Linked DNA regions of Astyanax mexicanus: region 2 is linked to region 1. The links are chromatin contacts, called in public Hi-C maps. All regions are on one chromosome and are shown on one strand. Each heading gives the region's core, a stretch centred on a gene start, on an enhancer-like site or on the middle of the called end of the contact. The rest is flanking DNA. Distances are from core to core; before and after follow the strand shown. Region 1 holds the start of ube2d4 (ubiquitin-conjugating enzyme E2D 4 (putative)). Region 2 holds the start of tgoln2 (trans-golgi network protein 2).

What was found. Hi-C and Micro-C count contacts between places; a contact is called where the count stands out from the background.
Region 2: a contact with region 1 is called in a Hi-C map of muscle, with 11 times the contacts expected there. The contact joins the promoter of tgoln2 here to the promoter of ube2d4 in region 1. A contact is called at or near these places in 2 of 3 Hi-C or Micro-C datasets (both in muscle).

Annotation. Positions count from the first base shown.
Region 1 is chr12:27,577,899-27,584,694 of AstMex3_surface, forward strand. ube2d4 (ubiquitin-conjugating enzyme E2D 4 (putative)) reads right to left here and starts at 2,267. Exons shown (of 7, transcript XM_022670532.2): 1 at 1,960-2,267. The coding sequence starts at 1,983.
Region 2 is chr12:27,742,145-27,748,335 of AstMex3_surface, forward strand. tgoln2 (trans-golgi network protein 2) reads left to right here and starts at 4,217. Exons shown (of 4, transcript XM_022670531.2): 1 at 4,217-4,385; 2 at 5,678-6,191. The coding sequence starts at 4,334.

The DNA.
Region 1 (6,796 bases), core at 1,017-3,516:
TCCACCATATTGGAAAGGTCAAGATCCGGTGTTGCAAAGCTCTATTGATTATGTACAATCAATGGTTTGCAATAGACACTATTTTATCATAGTGATAAATGTTCTTATTTTTTTATGCTTAAAACAGCACGATATATAATTTTATCAGGGCTTAAAAAAGTAAACTGGCCCAACTGTAAAAATCCTGTTTCACTGGATAATGTGCAGCAAAAACATAACAAAATTTACTGTAGAATGCATGACAGAGTATTTGAATACAAGTTTTAAGGAATCGGCCAATCTGCATTTTGTCTTCATGTCAAAACATTGTAATAAATATTGTATATTGTTAAATTGTCTATAAATATCATAATATAATATTTTTACTACATCACCCAATGTAGTATATACATAAGTATAAGTATATATTATATACAATAAGTATATATTTTATTATATACTTAAACCCATAGACTTCCATTCCATTTCTCTTCACATTCACATAACTCCTCCTTAAGTGCTGTTCAGAACTACAGGGAGTGAAGCCTAGGCCCACCACAGGTTTACTGTATTTGTGTTTGAGAGCAATGTGTGCAAACTGCATTTTCCAGTGAAGCACTTCTTTAACACTGGATGTAATTCTGCATTGAAGGATGGTGTCTATGAGGCAGCGTGGTAAATCTGTTAAAAATACCCTCCACTGTCCCAGTGCCCTATTTGCCAAGCCATATATGGATACACTGACATTCAGTGTTTGGCAGCTTGGAGCAGCTGCTGCTACTGCTGCTGTAGCTGCATTCCCTTTCCAGCAAACACACACACACACAATATATATATATATATATATATATATATATATATATATATATATATATATATATATATATATATATATATATATTTATTTATTTATATACATATATACACACAACTCTGGAAAAAATTGAGAGACCATTTCAATTTCTGAATCAGTTTCTCTGATTTAGGTATATGTTTGAGTACAATGCACATTGTTGTTTTACTCTATAAACAACATTTCTCCCAAATTCCAAATAAAAATATTGTAATTTAGAGCATTTATTTGCAGAAAATGAGAAATGGCTGAAATAACAAAAAAATTATGCAGAGCTTTCAGACCTCAAATAATGCAAAGAAAACAAGTTCATATTCATAAAGTTTTAAGAATTCAAAAAACAATATTTGGTGAAATAACCCTGGTTTTCATGCATCTTGGCATGTTCTCCTCCACTAGTCTTACACACTGCTTTTGAATAACTTCATGCCACTCCTGGTGCAGAAATTCAAGCAGTTCAGCTTGGTTTGATGGCTTGGAATCATCCATCTTCCTCTTGATTATATTCCAGAGGTTTTCAATTTGGTAAACTCAAAGAAACTCATCGTTTTTAAGTGGTCTCTTTTTTTCCCAGCGCTGTATACAGACACACACACTGACTGCATTTTTACACTCGCATAAGTTGAAGTGCACTGTCCCCACACACACACACACACACACACACAAACAACAATCTAGCTAGCTGAGTCAAAGGCAGAATAAAGACAGCCCCCCCCCCTCTCTCTCCCTCCTCCACCACCATGTATTGTGGTATGTATTGCCTGTGTTGCGTTATGTGAGCACAGATTACAGCACAAACCTTATCATAACAACACAGATACAGCTAATAGCGAGTAGCAACAATATACAGATTTAGACCATCAATCTGTGCGGATTAAAATAAACATTACAAATGCCCCAAAATAAAAAATAACAACAAATCAGGTCGAAGGATGGCGAGCCTTCATCCACCATTCGTCTTTGTCTTTAGATGAGGCTGCTTTTCACACCACCTCCTCCATCTCCTCCACTCTTAGCAGCACCAACCGAGACCTTAAACCAGCCTGAAAACTCGACCGTGGGCGTGAAGAAGCCCGACCACGGCTCTGCCATTCTCCCCCCGGCTGATAACCAGCCTCCTAACTCACCTTCTGGATCCTTTTCAACGCCATTAGCTCGCTGTGTTTCAGCAGCAGCAGCAGCCCGGTGCGTCTCCCTGTGCTGTGTGTCAGTCAGTCAGTCAGTCCGCTCGGCCCGGCTGGGCGGTTTGAATGGGAGACGCTGCGGCTCTTTCCCCTCGTTTCACTTCCAGCCCGCGAATCGACACCGCAGCACAGCCGAGCCTTTAAACATTTACACACTCGTTTACACGACCGCGGGCTGATTTCTGTAATTCTCCCCCTGCTCTGCTCTCACTGACAGCTTTTTCGTGGGGTACTGGAGAGCGACAGGATACTCTCGCGATGCCAGGAGACCAACAAGGCCTGCGAGAGCTTGAGCGCGAGATTTGAGGCGGATTGCTGGGAAATGTAGTTTTCTACATCCGTGTAGCACTAATAATAGATGGTATGCTAGTCAGGGATTTTAATTCAAAATTATGGGTGTGTCATGTCATATCGTACAGAAATATTGCCAACATTTTTTAATATCGTGAACGATATTATACTCTAAAATATCATGCCATATCACCCTCCCTTAATTATCACATCAGGGTAACATTACTATTTTTTTTACTGTTTTCAGCAAAAGAAAAATTTACACTGTTACCATTTCCCTTATATGTTTACTAGAGACAGATTATATCTGTCCAGTATCATTTATTTTACTTTAATCCTGGATAAATTGAGATTTAGACATTTGGAGTGCATTATTAGTATAATGACATTCTGGATCATTGACTTTTGTTACAAATCTGATAGAATTCTTGTAATTTTTAATATCATAATAAATAAAAAAATCAATAATTCAACCTAATTCAGTTAGGATACCGTCAGTGTTGGGCACGTTACTTTGAAAAAGTAATTCGTTATAGTTAATAGTTACTAACTGAGTTACTCCACTATAAAAGTAACTATTGTGTTACTTTTGTGTTACTCAGTACATTTGAGGTGTATGCAAATATACTATTCATAAAGAATGTTAACCAGTCAGGCCCTGCCATCTGCTTCTCATCCCATGTTTGTGGGTGTTTAAAGGTATATACTTCTGCCAGTTTATATGCAAACTTTCTGATCTAAAATAAAGTGGAATAGAAAACCTGGGTACATAGACAAAGTTTTTCAATTTGTCTGACATCCACATTAGTTTTAAATTCTTCTCTGCTCTCCAGTGACTAACCTGTCATATGCCTACCTCACGTAGAGTGAGTCTATAATACAGGTCTGCTGAGTCAAATAGTCAACCAGCACTTCCTCCTGCACCTCAGAGAAAACTTTGTTGCCGTTTCTGTAACCTACACTTGCAGTGATTTGCAGTATTTGCTGCGTGTATGGCATATCCCATGAGGCTTCGCAACTGATCTGACTGACTTGCCCTTCTTCTTGACCTTATCACCTTATCTGCTTTTTTTTAAACATTTGCAGACACATCTCTGTCAGTCTTTCGTTTACACTGCATAGACATTCGGCAAGGTTATAAAAATAAAAATGTGGTAATGGGTGGGGAGCAGTAGCTCTCCAGCCCAGAAGGTTGTAGATCCCAAGTGCAGAGCAACAGAATACAAAGCAGGTAAAAACTCGACGGGAACCCCTCAATACAGATGTAAAACAAAAACACGAAAACGGGCGGAAAACAAAAATCTGAAAACGGGCAACAGAAAATGGGCGGATAACAAAGACCCGAAAACGGGTGGAGACCGGAGAAAGGGTGGAAACGAACTTGCACTGAGCATGAGCAGAGGCAAAGTTAACAAAACTGGCCAGAGAAGCTTGGCCGCCGCTTATAAACCAAGTATAGGTCTCTGCAGACCGGAGTAGTTACGATTAATATAGTTTTATTAAACTCCTTCCTCAGTGTAAATTAATCTACTGGGGGCGCAGGATTGCCGACTCCAAAATGGCGGCCACGCTGACAACTACCTTTCGACGCGCCCACACCTTTCGACACGACCAGTACTCCGAGCTGCAGAGACCTACGTCTCATAAACCAGGGAAGAGATAGAAAACAAAAACGGCTGAACGAGGACTGTATAAGGTGGTTGTGGACTGGGCTGTGGTTCCGTTGGGGGAAAACGAGCAACCGAGGTCGACAAACAAAAAGGTAAACAAAGGAGAGCAGCCGTGAACCTCACGCTGCTCACACACACTCACTCATTCACTGGATAGAGAGAGTAAGCGCGAGTGAGGGGGAGCAGAGCGACGCTGAGCTCTGGCTCCCACAGACTACAGAGAGAGAGAGAGAGAGAGAGAGGGGAAACTCGAGAGGGAAGCAGAAAGCCGGCTATGCCGTCCAAGTCACTCCAAAGCACAGGCAGGCAAACGGCACTTGCCGTGGACTGAGCAGGGAGGAAAAGAGAGCCGGAGCTCAGTGGAAAATCCGACGTAAATTCGCTCCCATGAGCTTCAAGGATCCAGCGCTGAGGACTTGAATCTCAGGGTTTATATGGGGGCAAACCCAGGAGGTCAGATCAGATCAGGTCTGATTAGGGGCTCGAGACCTCCCCCTGGCGGCCGATGAAGCCCTCGGCCGGAGCCCAGTCATTTCAAAAGTTTTCTTAGTTGTATATAAGAAGATGGTTGTAACACTTTTGGTATCACTTTAAAATAAGACTACCTGTATAAAGGGTTTATAAATGGTGTACAATTAGTTTATTAATGGTTACTAATTAGGTTGTAAATGCCTTAAAATCATTAATAATCAAGTATAACAAATATGTAGAAAGTGCAACAATGACCTGTTGTTTGTCAAATAGTGAACCCACAGCCATCTATATTGTTGCCCTTTCTAATTATGTGTTATAACTGATTATTAATGATTTTTAAGGCATTTACAACTTAATTAGTAACCATTAAAAAACTATTTGTAAACCATTCATAACACCTTTACTTTTTAATGATGTGTTACAACCGACCCCACCCCTATCAGTCATTGTTTAGTTAGCTGTATTAGCATAGTAGTATAAAATTAGCAGGGGGAAAATGCATAAAATTTTGACAAATATAAATACAATTTAATGGAATATAGTTCAAATGATTGTATCTGCAATAGTATAAGTACTAAACAAAATATAGTCTTGGTTCAAAAATGTACATTCTTATCTCAAAATCAGTTTTTTTTAATAGAATTTGTACCAGTGTCCAGCCTTTACAAACACCATGTGGGCTCGGGGAAGAAATAGGTAAACATAAGAATAGTCATTTGACCACTGTAACTTTTTGCTGATTGGTGCAATGGGTGGTGTTACAACTCTCCACATGTTAAAACCATCCCCGGTCTCCCTTAGCTTCAGATCAGCTCAAGAACAGTAGAGACCTTCATGGAATAGGTTTCCATGGCCAAGCAGCTCCACTCAAGCCTCACATCATCAAATGCAATGCAGGAGAGTATGCATCCATAGACAGGGAAAGTGCAGATGTGATCTGCTGGCTGCATTTAAAGCATTATTATTTTGTATTATAAACAGCTGCAGCTAAGTGCAGTAAAACAGTCAACTAGTTAATAATACAATTAGTGGTGTCAAACGATTAAAAAATAGTTTGTATTAATCACAACAATATTCGGTTATTCATAATTAAAATTGATTAAAACGTGTGGATCTAGTGCAGCCTTTTGGAATGTGTGGCGGTTACTGTAGTAACACACCATGTTTTTTTGGTTTATAGATACAGTTTTATGTTTATGTATAAACTTCAGATTACATGGCTTCTCATAAAACCTTTGTTTAGAAAGTTCAGGTGTGAATTCACATCCTGTCCACTAGATGTCGCTCTCTGATGAGAAAATCTGCAGCAGAGACGCAGCGCAAAACACAGCAGAGCCCTGAAGAGCTGCTGTTCAGAGTGAGAGGAGTGATTCCCCTGCTCTTATAAACCCTTTTAAATAATAATAATAATAATAATAATAATAATAATAATAATAATAATAATAATAATAATAATAATAATAATAATAATAATGAGTATACGGTATGTATTAATATTTTAAAATCTGTATTATATAATAAGCAGTTTATTTTATAGTTTATTTTAAAAGATTATTTTATAGTGTGAAGCATTCAATATAAGGTTAAATGCAGTTTTATTGTATTATATGTATTATTATGTAGTGCTCAATATTCTAGTTTGTAAAATGAGGTACTGTGTTGTATGTATTAGAGCAGTATGTATTATTATGTTCAATGCAGTTTCAAGTATTATGTAATATACAGTATTATGTAGTATGTGCTATGTATTAATATAGCGTGCTTAATATTGTTAATATTATGTAATGTGAGGTACGTAGGTATGTAGTATGCGGTATATATTTTTATGTAGTGCTCAGTATTCATTATTATATAAAATGAGGTATTATGTAGTATGTGGTGCATATTCATATGTAGTGCTTAGTATTCAGTATTATGTAAATGAGGTAAATGTCGCATGCGGTATGTATTATAATATAGTACTTAATATTCAATATTATGTGCTATGATGTACTATGTAGTATGCAGTATGTATTATTATAAAGTGCTCAATATTCTACTATGTAAAATGTAGTAATGTAGTAAGTGGTATGTATTATATATAATGCAGTTTCAAGTATTATGTACTGTGCAGTATTATGTAGTATGCATTATGTATTATTAAATAGTGCTTAATGTTCTATTTTGTAAAATTAGGTACTCTGTAGTAAGTGGTATGTATTATATATAATGCAGTTTTATGAAGTATTATGTACTGTGCAGTATTATGTAGTATGCATTATGTATTATTAAATAGTGCTTAATATTCTATTTTGTAAAATGAGGGACTATTTAGTAAGCGGTATGTTTTTTTTAATGTGCTATGC
Region 2 (6,191 bases), core at 2,967-5,466, 170 kb after region 1:
ATTTAAATGTCCCTTTTTTACACTGCAAAAACTCAGTTCTGGCTATACAAATAGAATACAAACAAGATATACAAATTTAGTTTAAGTACAGTTTAAAACAAAGAATACATTTAAAAAACATAATGTTGAATTAATATGCACAAATAATTCAATTCTGATGTCTGAGATCCACATTGTTTTAATGCAGTCGCTTTCTGGAATCATATAAAAAAATGCAGACAAAGGTACAAGTGCAGCAGCATTTTTAGTGCAATATAAGCAACTAAGAAAAGAAAAAAAAGGTGATGAACACTGCATGCACTTTAGAAGGCCTTTTTATTTAAACTTGCTTACTGAAAATAATTGAAACTATATAATCTACCCAGCTGACAGAGAACGTTATAAGAACGTTTATCAACGTTTTTAAAAGCTTCCAGGAAGGTTATTCTGTAACAGTGCAGAAATAATGTTCCAGGAATGATTTGAAAACATGTGACTAAATAATGATTTGCATCACAGCATTATTAGAACGTTTCTCACATAACATTCTCAGCCATCCGAATATTAACATTGTGAAAACGTTAAAAGTACATTTTATTGTATTGCCAAAACTAAAAATCTATACACATAGTAGAACATACTGTACATATCCAGTATATGGGTCTATCTAGAATTGCAGGAACATGTTGGTCTCCCACATAAACCTTTTGTTATTTCTTACTTTTGTTACAAAAAGTGATTTGTACAAAATCCATTTTGTATATTATTCATTCAGTATATATCATTTAACTTTTTCACTATTAATATGATTTCATGTATATTTAAGACACATTTTATTCACACAATTTTGAATAAATGATTTCCAGCACACAGATGTGAGTGTCTTTGCCTGATTTAGACATCAAGCTTGAATTAATTAATTCATTTTTGTGTTTACTCTATTAACAGTTCTTAAATGTAACCTGCTGTAATCGATTTTATATTAAATCATTTATTTCAGTCTTTAAAAAATATGTTTTATTTCTGTCCTGATTTTATTTTCAATTCAGTTACATTTAATATAAAACTGCATACAATCTGCAAACAGTACTAATGGAAAAAGAAATTATTAGTCTTTTTTATATAGAGTGAATCTCCCATTAAATTTTTATAAACAATAATGTATAGAAAAAAAACATAAAATTCAGTTTTTAGACGGGTAGTATGGAACCTGAATTAAAGTATACATGTGTGTATCATCAAGCTATGGCACACAATTGTGCAAAATGTCACTTGGATTCTGTTAAGCCTGTTAACTAATGGTTTTAATGGTTTATAACAGAGTTGAATGATAAGTCAAATCTTTCCATACTTAAAATGTAATCGTAATTTTAAAATGGACCATTTGTATGTCTAAAAATAAGAGAAAAAGGGGGAATTTGCTGTTTGGTGCAAAAAAGAAAGTGCACCTTGGTATAGTGCCAATTTAACTCATGTAGACCCCACGCCCAAGCAATTTCACTGTCGTAGAAAATGTCCAGTGTCGGGATAAAATGATGAGAGTATTTCATAGAGTGGAGTTGCGGTCGCATCATCTCGATCGTTCAGTGTGAGGTGGTTTGGACTGAAGGTTTAACTCTGTCTTTTTCTTGTCCTGGCGTTCAGATAAAATCAACTGTCCTTAATATTATTGTAAGACTTGAGACTCGACTCACGCAAATAGTGACCTGAACAATGTCAACAGCCAACAGAAGAGCTACGGGAAGCCGTAAGGCAAGAATATATTACATGACTGTTTACAAACAATTTAAAAAAGGACACACATTTTGCAGTTAATATGCCTTATATGGTTCTTACTTTAATATGTACAGTATTTTAAACGCAGGAAGCACTTTAAAGTCATTATATTTAAATTATTTTATTTTGCACTAGTTTGTTTTATTGTGCACTGTTATGTATAGCAGTGAAACTGTAATTCTTTACTATACAAGGTTGCAGCAAAAAACGGGGGGAAAATGGTCTTATAGGCAGAGTTGAACACAAAATATATTCTATTAAAACATATTAAGAACTAACAGTGAGGCAGAAAAATAAACTGTTGATGGGGACAAAAGTTGAGAGTCTCTGATAAAATACAGTGTTGATATACATATTATTTGTAACTTAATATGTAATATGTATTGTATGTAAATTCCACCAGAAGCATGATGGGAAATAATCTCAGAAAGAATCTAGTTGCAGTCTTGCAGTTTGTGATCCCCAGTCTTTGTAAAATCTTAGCTTTTGACTTGTCTTTAGATGTGAGTGTGTGTCAGACGTTGAACCTTGATGGTTCATGAAGAGACACTTCAGGGTGTCTCAAATATGAGACATTACATAGCTTCCCATATTAATGCAAAAAAAAAAAACTAATGGTATTAAAAAATCATAATTTTTCAAGGTAAAGTGTATTTATATTAGTCTAGGACAGACATAAAGCCTACTGTAGGCAGGCTTTATGTGAAATGTGCACATATAGTGTTGTGAAGGACACGTCAAATGTGTTACATTTTATGTCACTCATACTTTTATACTTTTGTATAAAATCCTTCCACACTTTGATCACAAAATGAACCAAGGATTGGGCAGGCAATTCCCCAAAAATCACAAATACAAAGTTATTTGTGTGTGTTTGTGTGTGAGTGTGGGTGTGTATACTTAGACTGAACTAAACACATAATAAAGGGTTCTATTTTCGTGTGGCGGGGCCTACATTTTGCGCTGTCTCTCAGAAGGGCTTGATGAAGTTCATGTGTGTAATTTTGACTTCTGTTGAAGGATGTTATTTTAGAGGATGGTTACAGTTGCAGGCCTTGAGGCAGTCAGATATTTGGTTAAGTTGTCCTAAATAAAAAGTAACAGTAAGGGCAATGATAGGTCTGAAAACTGCCTTCAGCACTACTGAAGCACACAGCACCACAGCAGAGGAGCGTTCACATTTACACTGGCCTCTGTCTCCCCCTCCTGGATGAACACTACACTTCAGTGTGAGGAGCTGCCAGCTTTCTTCTCACTTCTGGACCCAAAAGTAGAATTTAATTATGTGGTTCCGAGATATATTTAGCGAAAAAGCTCTTCTTTGACAATACTACATGCATACCATTTTTAACAAGTACAAATGTTAAATGGTAGCCTTTTGTATCATAACGCTTTTCCCCATATGTTTTGTATATTAAATAATTCTGATTTAATGAGGATTTAATGTAATTAACTACGTACAAAATATTACCGAAGTTTACACACTAACGAATATGTGTGACAGTGATTCACATGTGATATATATAAAAAAAATGTACATACTTTGTAAAATGTATACGAAATGTATAATTCTAATTCATATACAACTTAAATACATTTTAATACATTAAATCTAATCTAATCTAATCTATTTATGAATAAAATGTTATTTAAAGCTATGTGTAAAATTAATGAAGAATGGATAAATATAAATGTTACTAAATTACTTGAAATTTAATCGCTTCACTTTGTTTTTCTTCGCTTCTAAAATTGCTGATTTATACAAAGCAATACATAATAAATATCCTGATTTTTTCCGGATGTTCCGTCGAGTTATGCTACCCATCGATACGTGCTTCCTAACGGCACTCCGCATGCGCTGACTTACAGTTGTTTCTTGTGTTTTTTTATAATAAATCTTTTTTATGTATTGTGTGCATTAATCAACATGGACTCGCTTATTATTACTATTATTATTATTATTATTATTATTATTATTATTATTATTATTATTATTATTATTATTATTATTATTATTTTAAAAAATACAAAAGTAATTTGTAATGACCTCTCACTGCCACAACTATACAAACTGTACAATGATACAGGGATTTATGCTCTTCAAAGGTTTACATAGACTTCCGCTGAACATGCTCTAATGTGGTCCTTCTTTTGCATCTAAAGTTAAATATACTACTAGGGTAGCACGGAGAACACCGGCCCTCCTTTAAAGCGACAACATGTGAACCATTTTTTCCAAAATAAGTTTCCTAAAAATGTTTTTTTTATTTTTTTTTATACAAAATAATTGAAATATGATTAAATATTCTTAATATTTGTATTTTCTGGTTTAGGATACTAATATTTGTATAAAATTGTTCACAAGTTTATAATCGTTTGTAAATATGTGCTTTTATAGAATAAAAGTCGTGTCGCACAGCGTCCAACGAGAAAGCGAAATGTCACCAGGCCCCGCCTCCTCATTTACATAAAACACACGGCGGAGTGTGACGTTGCGTCGCTGACAGAAGCGGATATTTCTCTCGTTTATTCTCCGTTACTGTAGAGAAAGTGTTTCAGTCTCAGGTAGAAACTCACCATGAGGATAACAGCGCTGATCCTGATACTAACCTGCCTCTACACAGCTCAGGGTGAGTCTAACCCGAGAGCCTGCCCGCTAACACACCACACACACACATACATACACACACAGTAACGTTACACATACATACGTACACACACATACATACACAAAATACACGTACACAGATACATACACATACACACACACCTACATACATACACACACACACAGTAACGTTACACATACATACGAACACACATATACATACAGTAATTATCGGTTCTTATGTGTTAATATCAGTTCTTATGTGTTAGTATCAGTTCTTATGTGTTAATCTGTTTATACCTGTTCATATCGGTTCATATCGTTCCTGTTCATATTGGTTCATATCGTTTCATATCGGTTCATATCTGTTCATATCGGCTCCTATCTTTCTGTTGTCATTGTTTAGTTTAGAAGAGTACCAAAGGTGTTCGGTGTTACATGAAAATAATAGGAAGGATCTAATGCTTTCAGAACAGGCCCACATTTACTTTCACTTCCTGAATACCATTAGATTTATTATATACACATTGCTAAAGGTGTGTCAATATTACATTATTTTGTGGTCTCAGCTTCAAAGCTTGAGCTGTTGCTTTGAAGGTAATCTGAATCAGTATTTTACCATTTGAATACATTACACTGCAGACATGATTAGCTTTGACTTAGCTTAACTATAGATTTGGGGTTTGTATAGAAGTACTTTTTAATTCTACTTAAAACATGGAATGAATTGCTAAGCAAAAAATCTGTTATACTTCATTGTAATTGAACCTCCAAAAACTTAAACATCAGTTAAACAACATTTTTTAATAAGTGCTGTTTTATAAACTGGCTTATATGATTATATGGCTTATATGATTATAAGCCAATATATAAAAACTGTTACAATTTGGTGAAGTATTTCCTTATAATCTGTCATTATGGACATTTCACTTTGTTTGATGTGGCTTTCTGTACCAGTTCCTGAAATAGAAAAAGTGTTTTGTATCCTACAGATATTTTTTTTGTGCCAGTAACTTTACCTGTAATATAAAATATAGTTTTATCTTACAGCAAGAGTATCGGAAATTTGGTGTGATTGTTTGTACTTAAACTCAGAAGTTATATATACACATATATATATATATATATATATATATATATATATATATATATATATATATATATATATATATATATATAGTATCCTGACTCTATACCTAAAGCATAGATCTGGATGTACATTATAAAGGAAGGATTTAACACTTTAATTTTCTTCTTTCAATAATTGTTGCTGCTGACCCCAAACTCTTAAACCTTGCTATGTTTTTTTCCCAGGTTCCCCTTTACCCATTTCTGAAGCAAACCCAGAAAACATCTCAGATGTGGATGTAAAGGGGCAGACCATCAGCGACCCGGAGGACAGTAAAAATCAAGCTGATAAGAATAAGCTGACTCCAGAATCACAAAATGTTAATGCAGTTGGAAAAAAAGGGGACCCTAATCAAGATAATCCAATTGCAGCATCTGAGACTGACCCAAAGAAGAAGGATGTCAAAGAAGAAAGTATTAGTGTAATTCCGAAAACATCTGGAGAGCCCGAAGAAGCTAAACTGGGGAATGACCCAAACACAAACGTGCAAGGGAAAAGTGAAGCCAACCAAGGGAAGGAAAAATCAGGCCAAGACGTGCAAAACGAGGAAGAATTGGACAAAAGCACAAAAGTCGTACAAAGTCAGGACAAATCGGGCAAAGATGTGCAATTAAAGGTGGAATCGGGAACAGGCGTGCAAGGGAAGGGCGATTCAGAAAAAGACATGCGAGGGAAGGACGATTTGGACAAAGACAAGCA